2 separate regions of the Zea mays genome follow, and region 2 is linked to region 1. The links are chromatin contacts, called in public Hi-C maps. All regions are on one chromosome and are shown on one strand. The core of a region is the stretch at or near the end of the contact, and the rest is flanking DNA. Distances in the headings are between cores, read along the strand shown. Region 1 holds the start of LOC114711035. Region 2 holds the start of LOC100384587.

The links. Hi-C and Micro-C count contacts between places; a contact is called where the count stands out from the background.
Region 2: a contact with region 1 is called in a Hi-C map of leaf, with 5 times the contacts expected there. The contact joins the promoter of LOC100384587 here to the promoter of LOC114711035 in region 1. A contact is called at or near these places in 4 of 25 Hi-C or Micro-C datasets (bundle sheath, ear and leaf).

The regions. Positions count from the first base shown.
Region 1 is chr1:174,353,478-174,357,176 of Zm-B73-REFERENCE-NAM-5.0, reverse strand. LOC114711035 reads left to right here and starts at 1,734. Exons shown (of 3, transcript NM_001323520.1): 1 at 1,734-1,907; 2 at 2,272-2,519. It overlaps LOC103640569, which reads left to right and starts at 1,778. Exons shown (of 3, transcript NM_001323510.1): 1 at 1,778-1,907; 2 at 2,272-2,519; 3 at 2,633-3,699. The coding sequence starts at 2,346. The coding sequence ends at 2,938.
Region 2 is chr1:174,584,018-174,587,716 of Zm-B73-REFERENCE-NAM-5.0, reverse strand. It overlaps LOC100384587, which reads right to left and starts at 2,063. Exons shown (of 3, transcript NM_001177092.1): 1 at 1,673-2,063; 2 at 1,159-1,518; 3 at 325-1,007. The coding sequence starts at 1,908. The coding sequence ends at 956.

The DNA of each region.
Region 1 (3,699 bases), core at 485-2,984:
TTTTTACAATATTTCAGTGCAAAAAATTAATGGATATTCAACTGAATACCCTTGCTTCTACATGGGCCCGCCCTTGCTCCCTCACCACCGTGTACTCATTTCGTTGGCAGTCGTTGGTCGCATGCTCCTCGGCACCCGCTTGCTCCACTAAAGAGACATTAATTAGGATAATATGTTAAGTTTAGCACTTATATTTAAACAGTATTTAAGTACTAAAGTTTAGCACATCTAAAGTTTAACAGGTGCTAAACTTTAGCCAATGCTAAACTTTTGTACTTTAGAAACAAACAGTCTCTTAAGAACATTCTCCAAACAGTAAATACACCTAAATTATCTTTTCATACAACATGATATATCTAATTACCGTATCTTATTCACTAGTATTTCTCAAGATACGACTCATTTATGTGGGTTGTATGAGTAGAACTATATCTATACTTAAAGAACCGTGCTAGATATGTTCCTTTATCAAGATACCGTCTCTTATATTTTTTTGGCACTTATCTCCTTGATACATACGGAACATTTACCCTAATCCTGCGTAAGAATCATTCTGACATTTGTAAGGAATGTAGGCCGAGATCGATGGGGGGTGACTGCGCAAGAAACAAGAAAATATCAACTTCGTTGGCACCAATCGACCAGCCGGAATTCCGGAAGACTGCGCAAGAAACAAGAAACCAAAATCACAAACACATGTTCTCACAAATTTAAACGCCACCAACACCATAATACCTGACGAATGACAACCATCCTGAAACAAAAAAAAAGTTTGAAAAAGGAAAAAACAAAAGGCCCTATGAGGCTATTAGCATGCACGAGATGAAAAGGACGCAATTTGTTAGACTCCGCAATCATCGCCAGTTCGCCACTGTGTTCTGCCGCGTGCAGGACTAAAACAAACCAGAAACACTTCATCCTGTCCTGTCCCCCACCTGCTTATGCTCGAGCTGTCTCCCATATGCAACGTTAATAAATAAGAAAAATATCAAATATATATTCCACCCCCTTCACCGTATATATACACGTACTAGTACCGCATATATACGCAGGGGCGTAGGTAGATTTTTTTTCTTAAAGGAGCCAACACATACATAACTATATATAATTATAATTTTAATAAACAGAGTATATGTATATCTCTTCTCTACTATATTTAGGTATGAGGTATGAGTTTTTTTTACGTTGCCTCCTTTAATAAGCATATAAATTTCCTCACTTATTATAAAGCACTTAGCTTCTACCACTACGACTCATGCTCTTTATGTTATATAAACGAGAGATATTACAAAAATATTTATATACTAATATGTTCAAATAAATATCTCATTTAAGTAAAGTCTACCCATATAATATATAAAACCATACCATAGCGATATATGATCAACTAATTAATATAATAGTCACAAGTCATAACAATTAATATATGTGTGCTAAGTACATAATAAATTTTAACTTATTATAAACTAACCTTTTATTTTAGCGATAGATATACAGATATTAAAAAGTTTCTTTTTGAGGGGCCCTGCCAGTCCTACGCCACTGTATCTGTATATACGTACCAGTACACTAACAACAGCATCCTTTCAGTTTCGATATATATATATATAAAGAAAGTCGAATAAAATAATGTCCCCTTGCGGGTAAGCTGTCTCTGCCGCGGTCCGTGTCTGTGGCGCCGCATCATTTTCGGGGGCTATTTAAAGGCACCACTTCCCCTCCACTCCATTCCTTCCTCCTCATCCAGGCAGCACAGCTCCCTCCCCACTCGAGGCTCCGAGCTTTATTTTTTCTTGTTTTGTTTTGTTTTCTTGGTAGGAGTAACAATAGTTTCTGGCAGCCTTCTTCCTCCTCGCTCTCTACCCGAGGAGAGAGGAGAGGAGAGAAATCCGGAGGCAAAGCTTCAGGTAAACATGACGCCCCTCTCGCCTGTGCTCTCCACCCCTTATGTAGCTCAGATCTGTCCCTGTTCTTGCACGGGTTCGTCGTACCTATTTACGTGCCTGTGCCTGTGCCTTGCTGAAAGATTTGGTTTTTTTTGGCAAGGCCAGTGGCCACAGATCTCCCCAACGCTGGTCTCATGTCTAAATAACATGCTTTCTCGCACAAATCTGTCTGAAGATTCGTCATTTTTTTGCCCCTCCTCCTGTTTTGTCCTCTCCAAACTCAGATCTGCACAACTGCTGAAGAAACATCTCAACTTTACTCTTCTTCCTGCCCGCTCAACTGACGCACCTAACCAGTTCTTGCGTCGTCCTTTTGTTCCTGCAGGGTTTGTATAAAGGGATTCTAGATCTAATCGACTAACCAGAGAGAAAAAAAAACAAAAAATAACGCGAGAAAGCATGAGCCACTTCGCCGCCGCCGCCGTGAAGAGCCCCCTCGCCGTGGCCGCGCCCGCCGCCGGCGACGCCAAGAGCCCGCTCTTCTGCCCCAAGCCGCGGCGCCCCGCGGCGCCCCTGCGGTGCCACCAGGGCGGCGACGCCGGCATGGATCTGCTCGACCTCCTCCTGTCAAAGGTGGGACATCTTTTTTTTTTGCTACCTCGTCCCCGGATCTGCCCCTCTCGAAGGTCTTTTCGTCGCTTCTACTTAGTACATGGCGCTGACGTGTCCGAACTTGGTCTTGGCAGGGAGAGGAGAGCGGCCTGTCGGCGGCGTCCCCGCTGTTCTGCGGCTCGCCGCCGCGGCGGGCGTCGAACCCGGTGGTCCACGACAGCCGGTTCGGCGTGGACTGCCCGCCCCTGCCCGTGCCCATGCCGGTGGCGGCGGCGGCCGTGCACCGGCCGTCGGCGGCGCCGCCCATGTCGCCGCGCGGCGGCAACGGGTGCGCCCGCGCCCGGTTCGCGTTCCAGCCCGCCGCGGTCCGCGTCGAGGGTTTTGACTGCCTCGACCGCGGCCGCGGCGGCCGTGGCCACGGCATCACCGCCATGGCCTAGATGCACATACAAACGAACACCAAGTAACCCACTCGCATCCCCCTCTTCTTTCGCCCCCTCCTCCATCCATGGTGCGAAGAAAGTGTAACCATCCAAGCACTTTGTCGGAGGAGAGAGGGAGAGAGAGGATCAATCAATTCGTCCTAAATTTAACCCTCCTAAAAACCACTTATATTACTACTTTTATTTATATAAATCCGTCCCCATCCCAACCATCCACCAGCCCGCCCGCCCCGCCTGATCCGTCCCAGCGATTGCTATGAGTTTAGGTGATTTTACCACAGATCTTCCTCTTTTTTTTGTATGTAAATAAAGTTTGAGGTCCAGGCTCGTCATGTAAATTCGGGAGCGAGTGAAATCGGGTACGTAGGAATTAGGAGCAGAGGGACAAGAGGGCCTGGCTGCTTGGCAACAGCAACAACAGAAAAAATGGGGGAAAGAAGAGGGAAGGGCCTTCTTGATCAAGAATCAAGATCTCGTCTCCTGTCTGTCTCCTCTCTCGGGGAGGGAGGGAGGGAGGATTGGTTAGTCGTTGGATTAGGTTGGGGAGTGGGAGGTCGTGGGAGTAGTTAGGTAATCTGTCCTAGTTCATCAATCAACGAGGTTTTCTTTTTCTCTTTTTGGGTTTTCGATGGAATTGTTTTTGTCCGTCCGTCCATGCAACCAAGGAAGAAAAGAAATTTCCAAGGCCCATGGAGAATCTGTACAAAAGAGTGGCTACGTGCAAGAGGGCACCGTTGAGTCTGTGAGCAGAAGCAAGC
Region 2 (3,699 bases), core at 814-3,313, 230 kb before region 1:
TAATTTCTTTATTTCCTGGACCGCGTCCCAAATTTCAGAAAGATCAGGGGCCAAGCTATAAATGTTTTTCTAGACTCAGTGAGCATATAGAGTGGACGGTGGGTTAAACACAAAAAACGTTTTAGTTGAAGTTGTACACAATTCAACATGAGTCATGTTGGCTAGAGGGTGGAAGGCTAGGCATTCTGCTCAAATAGATCCAAGGTTTGATCCCTAGGCAGCCATGGTTTGATTTTTTTTTCTGCGCGCGGAAAACTGGTGTGCGGGATTGGACGGCTGAGATTGTAGAACGGTAGAATGGACGGCTGAGATCGCAGAATGACAGAACACAAAAAGGCAGGCTACTATTGCTAACTTAATAAGTAATAGAGATATGTAACTTAAGACAGGGAAAGAAGAGTGATCTTTAGCTTTTGTACAGACACGCGTGCATGGAGATTCAACTCCACTCCTTTTGTGTTGCTAACACCCCCTACTAGTACCACAAAATAAAAAAAAAACAAAAGAACAAAGCGACCACACATCATTCCACTCCACTCCACTTGGTTGGATGCACAAATTAAAGCTTTTCTATCTCTCTCCATCTCCGTCCCCTCGTTCCAATCCAAGCAAGCAGCTTCATCTTCTCATTGATGGCAGACGAGGAGGGGATGGTACAACACAAGCCCATACTACCCCATGCCTCGGACGCACAACAATCCCCCGCTCACGCGTGCACAAGCCGCCGTGTGCGTGGATCTCGGTCGGGTCTGCACAATGGTCGTCGTCTCCCTCTCCCTCAGTCGTTGTTCTTGGCTGACCCGAGGCCTAGTCTGGCCTCAGACCCCTTCATGATCCTCAGCCGCTTGCAGGTGCCGATGAACATGCTGCGGAGAAAAAAAAAGGAACAATTGGATCTATACCATTAAAAGATCCAAATTTTAGATATATACCATGGACCCCACATGTCATTGACTCATGTGAACCCACATGTAAGTGAGATAGTAATGGTATGAATCCAAAGTGGTCTTTTAATGGTATGGATCCAAATTTCCCAAAAAAAAAAAAAACGAACGCGGGATTGAAGCGAGCAGCAGACGAGCCACATCAGACACGCGGTCCGAACATTCCCCGGATCCAATCCAACACGGATCAGCAGCGAGAGAGCTAGAGCCTCACCTGAAGGGCACGTCGCCGACGAGCATGAGGTCGCCGTCCTTGTCCTCGTAGGTGACGGCGAAGTCGGAGGGGCTGCCGCCGCCGCCGCCGCCGGACGCGTCGCCCGAGCCCGGCCCGGAGAAGCAGAGGAACATGGCTTCCAGCGCCTCCCGCAGCTGGCGGTAGCCCCCGCACGTGCCGAGGTCCACCTTCCTGAGGTAGGGCGCGCCGTCCATGCTCACCTTCACGAACACCCCGCCGCCCGCCGGACCCGGAGCACCCTCATCCGCCGCCGCTGGCTTGCCCTTGGCGCCCGCCTGCTGCTGCTGGAAGCAGCTCTTCCTGTACGACCTCACCGGCGGCCACCCCACCACCTGAGCCCTGCAACAAGCGTGGATGCGTGAGCGAATGCTTGCTTGCTTTGCTTGCTGAAGATCTGATGCGCGCGCGCGGGCGCGGTGACCGTGAACAACCGAGCACTCCATTCGCTCGGTAGTTACTAGTTAGTGGACAGAGAGCGGACTCTGGGACTCACTTGGCGGCCGGCGGCGCGGCGTCGATCCCGCCGCTGACGCCGTCGCGCTTCTTGCCCCTGGGCGTGGACGGCGGCGGCGCCGCCACCTTCTGGGCCTGCCGGGCCTCCTCCTCCTCCTCCGCCGCCTCCGTGCCCGGCAGGCCGAGCCTGAGCTCCGTGGCCCTGAGGTTGTCGACGTCGTCGTCGGCCGCCTCCAAGCCGTAGTAGCTGTAGCTCGCTGCTGCGGCCACCTCCATTGCTCGTCCTTAGCTAGCTAGGTTAGGTAGCCTTCTCCCTCTTGCTTGGTTTTTCCTTTGCGCCTCAAAGAACGGGAAAAAGGAAGCCCGACGAGTTGAGTTGCGCTTCTCTGCCGTCGGCACGTCGTGGTCCTTGCTATGCTAGCTGTAGCTGGTGATGCCGCTGTGCGTGTGGTCCGGTCCGGCGTGGTGTTTTATAGATAGGAGGAGATAGAGGGGCAGCACGCGCACGTACGTGCCAGAGCGGAGCCCAGAGGCGAGAAGGAAAAGGAAGGCGGGGACATGCGCCGATGCCGACGGCCGATGGGCCATGGGCGTGCGTGCGGTGCCGGTGCGCGTACAGACACACACAGACAGCTGGGGGTGGTTGCGGGGCAGGGTGCAGGTGCAGCCGTGCGCGGCCAGGCCGACCCGGGACAGCCCGGCCCCGCCTCTCGCACTCCGCCAGTGCGGCAGTGCCCGTCGGGTCGATCGGGTCACGGGTTAGGCGGCCCATCGCATCGCATGTGTACTGCCGTACTGCCATGCCAACTGCCGGTCGGGTCCTGCACGCACACTGCAGGGTCCGTCCGACGACTCCGATCCACTAGCTCAGGTTCTTCGTTTTTCGTTTCATTCCAAGAGCAGTGGCAGTGAAGGAGGAAGAGCGAACCCGACAACCCGGTCCATGCCGGGCTCCAGTCAAGTGCGGGACGGGACAGCATACTAGGAGGATGCCCGTGACAGTTATTTTCAACGATCAACAGACAGGCAGGCAGCCACCAATAAACTAAAAATCAGACTAAGGCCATGATCTCCTCTGATTTGCACAAACAACACGACACAACACACATTAATGAATAATGATGGATCTCCGTCTCCCGTCTTTCTCTCGCCACTACGCCCTGCTCCTCCGTTTTCTCGAGCCTTGCTGCTTTTGGTTGGCGGCGGTGGGGCCTAGGCCAGTAGGCAGTAGCAGCCCTAGTTGGGCTGGGTGGGTGGGTGTTAATTTAAGCCCAAAACCCGCCTCGCGAAAGAACACGGTTAACGATGCTCTTTTTTTTCCCCTGATACCGCATGGATCGGAAAGGATAGTTATGCCGTTGCTTTAGCTAACCACCAAATAAAGCTCCTATCTTTCTTTCTTTTTTTTGGTGGGGGGGGGGGGGGGGGGGGGGGGGTGGGAGCTACCAACATGCATGCATGGTTGATGGTCTCCATGATTACAAAAAAATTCCAATAAAGATTAGTTTAGGAAGGGTTTTTTCATTATCTCATGGGTAATTAGTTAATTTTCACTTGCGAAAATAGAAATCTCTTGGTAAATTAAGGTTCCCAAACTAGCCTTAGTAGAAGAAAAACAAGTTACCAAGAGATTAATTTGTAAAGTTTGATAAGTTTTTGTAGACCTTCATGTGGTGTATGTATAAACTATACTACTTACTGCGGTGCTGTGGTCCGGAAGCAGAAACCTCTCAAAAAAAATATTTGTCTGTTTTGCGTTAGTTTATTGTTCACCTTTGCTTTATTTGGATGGCTTGCTAGATATAGACCAAGCTAGCTTATCTCGTCGTTACAATTGGACACTTCAAAAAATTAATGTTCAGAACATATAGTTTACATCTGCATGCATATGTACGCTTGTATTATATATAATAAAAAACGTACCTAAATGATGGAAAAGTTATGGAGATAAAGCGAGTGTGTGTAAGCGCGAGGATGTACGCTTATCCTGAGCGCAATCTGGAATCAGAACGAAGATAGTTTAGAGATATTATTCAAACCGACAGGTCTCTTCTAATAGATTCTTGT